2 separate regions of the Sus scrofa genome follow, and region 2 is linked to region 1. The links are chromatin contacts, called in public Hi-C maps. All regions are on one chromosome and are shown on one strand. Each heading gives the region's core, a stretch centred on a gene start, on an enhancer-like site or on the middle of the called end of the contact. The rest is flanking DNA. Distances are from core to core; before and after follow the strand shown.

The links. A called contact is a pair of places that touch in the nucleus more often than the background predicts.
Region 2: a contact with region 1 is called in a Hi-C map of liver, with 4 times the contacts expected there. The contact joins the promoter of PPP6R2 here to the enhancer-like site in region 1. A contact is called at or near these places in 5 of 47 Hi-C or Micro-C datasets (brain, embryonic fibroblasts, liver and 1 more).

Annotation. Positions count from the first base shown.
Region 1 is chr5:302,703-307,024 of Sscrofa11.1, forward strand. It overlaps PPP6R2 (protein phosphatase 6 regulatory subunit 2), which reads right to left. Exons shown (of 23, transcript NM_001206372.1): 5 at 4,263-4,322; 6 at 2,388-2,500; 7 at 2,005-2,118; 8 at 493-619. Among named protein-coding and RNA genes, the nearest start is that of PPP6R2, 37 kb to the right of the region's middle. Within about 2 kb of position 1,934, at least 2 of the 83 cell types and tissues checked have an H3K27ac peak or open chromatin away from gene starts, as enhancers often do. A contact at or near this core is called in liver, where this site is marked.
Region 2 is chr5:338,928-343,015 of Sscrofa11.1, forward strand. PPP6R2 (protein phosphatase 6 regulatory subunit 2) reads right to left here and starts at 2,600. Exons shown (of 23, transcript NM_001206372.1): 1 at 2,471-2,600.

The sequences.
Region 1 (4,322 bases), core at 684-3,183:
CAGCCGAGGACAAGTGACCTCAGCCTACAAGGCGCGTCCAGGATGGGGCCAGCTCTCTCTGGGGACAGACTCGGGATGCTGAGCCAGCAAGACACCTACGAAAGCTCTCGAAGGTGACTGGAGACACAGTGACCTCGTGAGACCGGGCACTCCTACACACATGGCACAGTGCATCTGCCTTTTCCCTGAAGGACTGTTCCAGAAGCCCGGCCTTCACGAAGCTTCCTCTGCAGCCGAGGAGGCAGCCCATAAGCAAGCTGACATTTCCTGCAGACCAGGGCGGGTGCGGCGCTCCGAGGGAAGGGAAAGGACAACGAGCCAGGCCGGGGGGCCAGCCGGGGTTCGGGGGGCAGGGAGTCAGTCCCCAGCGAGACCAAGCACTGCCCGGAGCTGCTCAGCTGACCCTTGGCTGGGTGCCTCCAACTCAGAGACCAGGCCCACAGTGAAGTCAGGCCCTCGGACAGCCCTGCGCGGGGCGACGCAGGAGCCTACCTTTGGCGGGCTGAGCAGAAGCTGGTGGAAGTCCTTCAGCCGTGGCTCAATGCCGAGCAGGACACCGCTGCTGACGGCACACAGCCTGTCCAGTCCCTGAGAGCAGGAGTCCACCAAGCCCTCTGTCCTGTGGACGGGAGGGCAGGTGGAGACACAGAGAGGCCGCCAGGGAGGCAGCTGCCTGCGGGGTGGGGGCCCGGGCGACGCCCCAAAGGGCTGCAGGCCTCAACTCACTGGACCCAGCGCTGCTCTCCCCTCCCACCTGCAAGTACTCACTGCTGTCCCCACTCTTTGGCCACACTGTCCCTGTAGCTTTTTCAAGCTAACTTCTCTGAGATCTTTATTTAAACTTTTGCCAGTATGAGAGGACTACACAACCATCACAGAAGAAAGGGTTAAGTACATAAACGGCGCCTCTTGGTTTTCCTCACTTTCCCGCCGGGCCTGGAGCCGAGTCCCCACTTCCTGCAGGAGGGGCCCAGGCCTCCTGGTTCGCGAAGATGAAAATCAATATTCTGGTTGCCTAACTACAGAAAATGACGATGACATCGATTCCCTATAGACATACAGTGACAACTACTGTCTGCAGGTACTAGTCATCTTGTTCTTCGGTAATAAGCCAAGAAGCAGGTACTGGGTACCAGAAAGAGAGATACCACCGATCATCTCACCACTGAGATTGTCCAATGTCTTCTGTCATTTTCTGGTTGTTCTGTTTTCTCTTTTTTTCTCTTCCCCCCCCATTTTAGGCCTGCAAATTTGGCATATGTAAGTTCCCAGGCCAGGGGTCCAAGTGGAACTGCAGCTGCCAGCCTACACCACAAGTCACAGCAACATGGGATCTGAGTCAAGACTGCGACCTACACCACAGCTCACGGCAACGCTGGAGCCGTAACCCACTGAGCGAGGCCAGGGATAGAACCTGCGTCTTCATGGATACTAGTTGGGCTCATTACCACTGCACCACAACGGGAACTCCCTTTTTTCTTTCTTTTAAAAAATGTACCGGCTCTCAGTGCTGGGGCTACAGGGAGGTTCCCTCCAGCACGAGGACAGGGGGAGCCACGGTCTCCTTGGGGGAGTCAGGCCCCTCACCTTGCACGTGACATAACTGAGCATGCTCAAGCGCGCGCACGCGCACACTCACACACACGTGCGCTTACACATATGCACATGCACACACACAGGTGCGCTGTGCCATGAGGATGCGGGATTCCCCACAGGCCTGGGGGAAGCCCTCCCGCAGGGCCTATTCCGCAGCCACGTCTACAAACACTGTGCAAACTGGCAGCAGGGGGTGCCTTTGGGCTGACGTGGGAACATGATCGATGGCGAAGGTCAAAGGGGACTTGGCAACAGCCCTAAAGCTGACCTTTTCCATAAGGAGCATCCATCTACGTGATCACTTGCATGAGGAGACACCAGGCAAACACACACAGCACATGCGGCCACCCCGCCCGTCCCTGAAGCGCCAGCTCCGCCCCGGGCAGCAGCTCCCTCGGGGACACTCACCCAGGCCGCCTGGTCTCCAGCAGGGTCAGCAGCACCTGCGTCCCGCTGACGAGGCAGCCCTCGGTCTGGGCTCCGTCAAACATGTTCCTCAGCAGCTGCTCCACACAGTCCTGCCTGGGGGAACGCCTCGGGGTCAGGGCCTGGAGCAGCAGGCGCACAGTACCCGCCCCCCGCCCCCGCGGAGGAGCAGCACCCTGAGTCCCGGGGGGGGGGATCGGGGCGCAGGCCAGGCTCCCAGGGCTCTCAGACACTGCCGCTCAGGCCGGCCTGCCAGGAGACCCCCCCCCCCCACTGGGGGACACAGACCAGGGGTTCGTGGTGGCTCAGGTGAGCACGTCTCAGGCAGGGAGGGGGCTCAGAGCAGGGCCCCACGCAGCACTCACGACTCCAGCACCGTGAGGAGGGGGTCTGGCTCCGGAGCCTCCTGCCGCTGGCCGCCCTGCTCTCTGCCCAGCCTGACGATGTCACAGAGCGTCTGGGACGCATTGGACTGACTCTGCAAGGACGGAATGCAGAGCCTCCCTCAGAGACGCCGGACTCCGAGCTCCTTCGTACCAGAGAGGCCCGGCCGCCCTCCCTACAGGGTGTGGACCTGGTCAGACCCCAGAGCTCAAGCGGGGCCGCACGCAGACACTACTCCACCCCTCAAAGACGCACCACCTGCTGACTGTGTTACCCACACAGTATTTTAAATCAGTAGGTGGCTATTAAGATTCAGAATGAGTCCTGCGAGGAGTTCCCATTGGCTCAGTGGTTAATGAACCCAACTAGGATCCACGAGGACGCGGGTTTGATCTCTCGCCTCGATCAACAGGTCAAGGATCCGGTGTTGCCGTGAGCTGTGCTGTAGCTCACGGATGTGGCTCCGATCCTGCGTGGCTGTGGCTGTGGTGTAGGTCAGCAGCTGCAGCTCCGATTCGACCCCCAGCCTGGGAACCTCCATAAGCCACAAGTGCAGCCCTAAAGACCAAGAGAAGAAAAAAAGAAAAGGGATGAGTCCTGTGAGCTGATGCAAACATGGCAGCTGCCACGGAGAAAGCAGAGGCTCTGCTCTTCTAGGGAATGGCTGAGCCTGGGGAAATTCAGAATCTCTGACTTGGTGGATTTGTCAAGAACGTGGGGTCTCTCTGTGGGTAAGGTGAACAAGGTAAGAGAGACGCTCAGCTCCCCCCCTCCCCCCTGCCACCCCGCACCTCGCTCCCCTCAGGGAACACGCAGCCCTGCCGTGTGCCCGCGTACCCTGCGGGAGGATGGGCAGAAAGGTGCTCGTGACCATTACAGGGAAAATGAAAGTGGCCAGGCGGGCTCTGTCCTCCACGAACTCCGAGGCGCCAAGAACAGCACATTCAGGTCGACAAGTGCAGGACAGGGCCCTGCGCTCTCAACAGCAATACGGGTGAGGTGGGCGGGGCCGGCGGAAAGGTGGGCGGGGTTGAGGGGGGAGGTGGGTGGGGGCTCTGCCTCCGCCCCCCAGGAGGTGGGGGAGTGGGGGCTTCTTCCCCCAGCTCACACCTCCTCCAGCAGGAGCGCCGGGGCTGCGGCCGGAGCCCCCCCACACCCGCTGGAGGAGGATGCAGCCGGGGGCGCCCCGCGGCGAGGCCGAGTGGTGCGGAGGGAGCCGAGGGCAGCCTCGCCCACCGCCCTCAAGGAGCTGAGTTGGGCGGAGCCACCCCTGAGCCCCATCTAAGCCCAGGGACAACCACCTTCTGGTGAGAAACCCCGCAGAGGGCCGGAAGTAAGGAAGTAAGATTTTAAAAATACTGTTACAGGCAACTACGTTTTGGGGTGATCTGTTACTCGGTCGTAGATAACTAATACAATTCTGTTTGACCGAACTGTTTTGTTTTGTTTTGGCTTGGCTTTTTTTAGGGCCGCACTCGCGGCACATGGAGGTTCCCAAGCTAGCGGTCGAATCAGAGCTACAGCTGCTGGCCTGCACCACAGCCACAGCCCCGCGGAATCCGAGCCACGTCTGCGAGCTCTACCGCAGCTCACGGCAACGCCGGATCCTTAACCCACGGAGCGGGGCCAGGGATCGAACCTGTGTCCTCATGCCTCCTAGTTGGCTTTGCTGAGCCCTGAAGGGAACTGTCTGAGTTGTTCTTTGGAGCAGATCTACATGGATGCTACTGCTGAGCAAAATGTCTGGGAGGAGCGCTTGCTCAAGAAAGAAGGTAGCTCCGCGGCTGGCCAGCCTCTGAGGGAGGCGCGACGGCCCTGGCGGCCGGCCAGGCTCCCGAGCAGAGCTGGTCACTCACGTCTTCGTCCTGGCTCGGATGGATCAGCTCCACAAGCCGCTGGATGACCTTCTCCTCGTT
Region 2 (4,088 bases), core at 1,350-3,849, 37 kb after region 1:
GCAACGCCGGATCCGAGCCACGTCTGTGACCTACACCACAGCTCACGGCAACACTGGATCCTTAACCCACTGAGCGAGGCCAGGGATCGAACCCCTGTCCTCATCAATTCTAGTCGCGTTTGTTAACCACTGCGTCACAGTGGGAACTCCAATTTTTTGCATTTTAGGATGATGGTAACTTCCTCCAAAGAGGTTTTAAGTTTGGTCCCATGGATGTTTGAAGGCATTACCAAACCAGAAAACCTTCAATTCATGTTTCACGTCCTAGAACTACCAGGCAATGTAGACCTGGGCTACACGCCCTTTAAAGGTCCATCCACTGCCACAAGCTTTTTTCCCCCTGCTACGTTTAGTAAAAGATAACCAGGTGGGGGCCGGGATGACGTGAGGAGGTACACTTCCAGTTCACCCTGCCTCCGAGGACGCCGACCGCCAGGCCCCACTTAACCGAGAAGAGCCCCCTTTAAGCTCTCTGCACACTGTGAGAACTGGACATCTCCCCTGCAGAGAACAACAAGGCCTCTGAAATCAAAGCCACACTCTGTCCAGACCAACAAATGTCCTGAGGCCAAGGCAGAGTCCATCCTATCCTGATTAAATCACCTTCTGGGTTATAATTCTGTTACATTTTGGTCTAAAACTTGCCTGCTCTATTGTCAGTCCTTTGGTTTTTCTTTTGGCCACACGTGAGGCACGTGGAAGTTCCCAGACCAGGGATCAAACCCAGGCCCCAACAGCGATAATGCCGAATCCTTAACCGCTAGGCTACCAGGGAACTCCTGGTTTTTTTTCTTGAATGCAACAATTTTAGTTGTTTTTTTTTACAGGGTAAGGAAATGTGGGGTAGTAGGTTGTGCAAATACCCAGCCCAACATTTACCAAAAGCACAGAAAAACTGTGCTGTTCTTCTGCAAATATACCTGACGCACAACATGTACTGAAATGTACATTCTCTCACCACACGGAGGAACTGCTCTGCTCTCTATCGGCCTCTACTCAAGCTAAGGAGACCTAGCTCAACCTCACTTAAGGCTTTTTTGTCTTTGCTGCCGTACAATTTCAATGTAGGAGTGTGAGTTACCTTTTTTTTTTTTTTCCTTTTTGGCCTCCCCAAGGAATTTGGAGTTCCTCAGCCAGGCGTCAGATCCGAGCTACAGTTCGACCTACACCACAGCTGTGGCAATGCCGGGGATCTTTAACCCACTGTGCCAGGCTGGGGATTGAAGCTGCATCCCAGCGCTGCCGACATCACCGCTCCCGTTGCGACACAGGGGGAGCTCGGGGTTTCCTCCTGTTTACACTGCTTAGGACACAGAGTGCTTTCTAAAGCTACGCTCTCTCTCTCTCGCTGAGTCAAAGCTACTAACACTTTGCGTAACGGCTCTCCTCCTCTTCCCACTTTTCCATCCTGGGCTCCAACTGTGTTTTTCAGGACACGCACCTCACCCTCCACTTCTCTGAGTGCCACTTCCCATCTCCCGTCTCCCGGCTGCACCCGGGAGAGCCTCTTTAGGGATATATTCCAGTTCACTACTTCTGCCTTCAGTCATGTTTAATCTGTCTAATCCACAAGTACTGAGTTTTTTATTTCAACTTTTTTTTTCATTTCTGAAAGTTCTAAGTGGATCACTGTGACACTTCGGTTTTCATTACTAATTTTTATTCCATTTTGTATTTCTTTACACACTTCACGCATTATCACATATACTGTGTCTGAGTACTGGACGCCTGCACTCGCTGGGGCACCTAATCATGCCCACTCCGATCACAAGGTGTGTGTGCGTGTGCTCAAGTTTGCTGACATTTAATCAGTGGAGTCCTGAGGGCCTACACTGAGTCTGCTTTGCTCTGAAAAGGATTTACGCTTTCTTCAGCAAGGAGCGAAAGGGTGCTATCTCTTCTTGTCCTCTCGGCCTCTGAGCAGTTAGCTTGCGCCAGGGCACTCACAAGAGGTCGCGCATCTGTCATTTACCCAGCCTCTCAGTGGACGGCAATGGGAGGCCTTTCAGGAGCACCTACCGCTGCAGGAGCACAAGTCCCCCCATCCCACCTGGCAGGTGGAGGCCTTCCCACAGGTAAGGCAGGGCATGGGCCTCTCTACACACGCCCAATGCACCCGTTTTTATCTGGATTACACTTGGGCTTGGAGGGACCAAGGCACTTTTTCGCAACACGGCATCTCAAAACCAGACACAGGAGGGTCAAAAAAACCCCAGGAGTGGCATTCCCACCGTGGAGCAGCTGTGGCCCAGGTTGCAGATGCGGCTCGTATTCCATCCCTGGCCTGGGAACTTTCATAGGCTGCCAGTATAACCAAAAAAGGAAAGAAAACAAAACCCACAAGTCAGGAAACTCTATGCACATCTTCAAAACTGAAATTTTTTGCTGTCATCCATCTCTGAATGTCCACTTATACAGCATATTTACGCAAATTACACAATAAAGTAGAATCAAACAAAAATTATCTTACCTTCCGTGGAAACTTCTTGTTTAAACTTTGTATTTAGGCAAAATATAAAAACATTTGGGATTTTTTCTTGGCGTATATGCAACCTTAAGAAAAATATTTTCACTCAATAGAAGATTTATAATCTCTTCACCTGAAAAATAAGAGGGAAAAAACTTAGGTTCTGCTTTTGTGAAGTTAACTTACCAAAATGCTAAGGAAAAGAAAAACAAGTCGTTGTCTTTACTTACTAATCAAATTTTATAATCAGGGGTCTAGAAACTTCCTTGCGTTTGACTGTTCTAGAGACGGGTACCAATGATACACACCTGTCCTACGTCTGTTAACTATTAACTACCTCAACGGTTAGAATACAAGGACATGAGAAGGCTCTCGGGCCTGAAGGTGTCCAGCTTCATGCCCAGACACTACCATCAGCAGGAAACACAGACCCTGGTGGCAAGGTGACCAGGCCGCTGACCCTGGTCGCGAGGTGACCGGGCAGCTCACTGATGATCCATCGCTACGTCAGAAGAGGAGAACTCCCAAGCGCTCCTGGTGGGTCTCAAAACACCCTTCCAAACAACATGACTAGTGGTCCTTGCTGAGATGACTGCCTTCAAGACATGCAGCAAAAACGAACCAGTAGGGCCCAGAACTGTTTATTTTGTGTTTGCATGGATCATGATTTTTAACTTTTGAAAATTATACTTTAGCAATAAGGAGTTACCATTCTGAAACATAAGAGCTTTATGAGACATAATTATCAAATGTAATATTTAGATCTTGTTTGGGTCCAATTAAAACAGATCGACTAGGAGTTCCCATTGTGGCGCAGCAGAAACAATCCAACTAGGAACCAAGAGGTTGCAGGTTTGAGCCCAGGCCTCGCTCAGTGGGTTAAGGATCTGGCATTGCCATGAGCTGTGGTGCAGGCTGGAAGCTGTAGCTCCGATTCGACCCCTAGCCTGGGAACCTCCATATGCCATGGGTATGGCCCTAAAAAGACAAAAAAAAAAAATCAAAAATAAAAAAATAAAACAAATCAACTGGAAGAGCGTGTGTGTGTGTGTCTTTTGGGGGCAGCACCCAAGCCATATAGAGGTTCCAGGCTAGGGGTTGAATCGGAGCTGTAGCTGCCGGCCTCCACCACAGCCACAGCAACGTCACATCCAAGCCGCGTCTTGGACCCGCACCACTGCTCACGGCAATGCCAGATCCTTAACCCACTGAGCAAGTCCAGGGATTGAACCTGCGTTCTCATGGATGCTAATCAGATTCGTTTCCACTGAGCCACAAGGGGAACTCCTGGAAGAGGGTATTTTTCAAGCTGCTGGAGAAATCTGAATAGGGACTGGTATTAGATGACACTACAATTCTCTTCTAAAATGACATGATAGCTATATTTTTATTTATTTCTTGGCTGTGCCTGCCACACACAGTTATAATACGCATGTTCAAGGACTTAAAGCAGAATAGAGAGAATGAGTGAAAAAGTAAAATCTCAGCAGAGAACTCAAACTACATAGAAAAACAAAAATGACTATTCTACAACTGAAAAAATACATCTGAAGTAAAAATATATACTGGATGAAGTTGATGAAATTGGAGACTGAAAAAGAAAGTGTCAGTAAACCTAAGA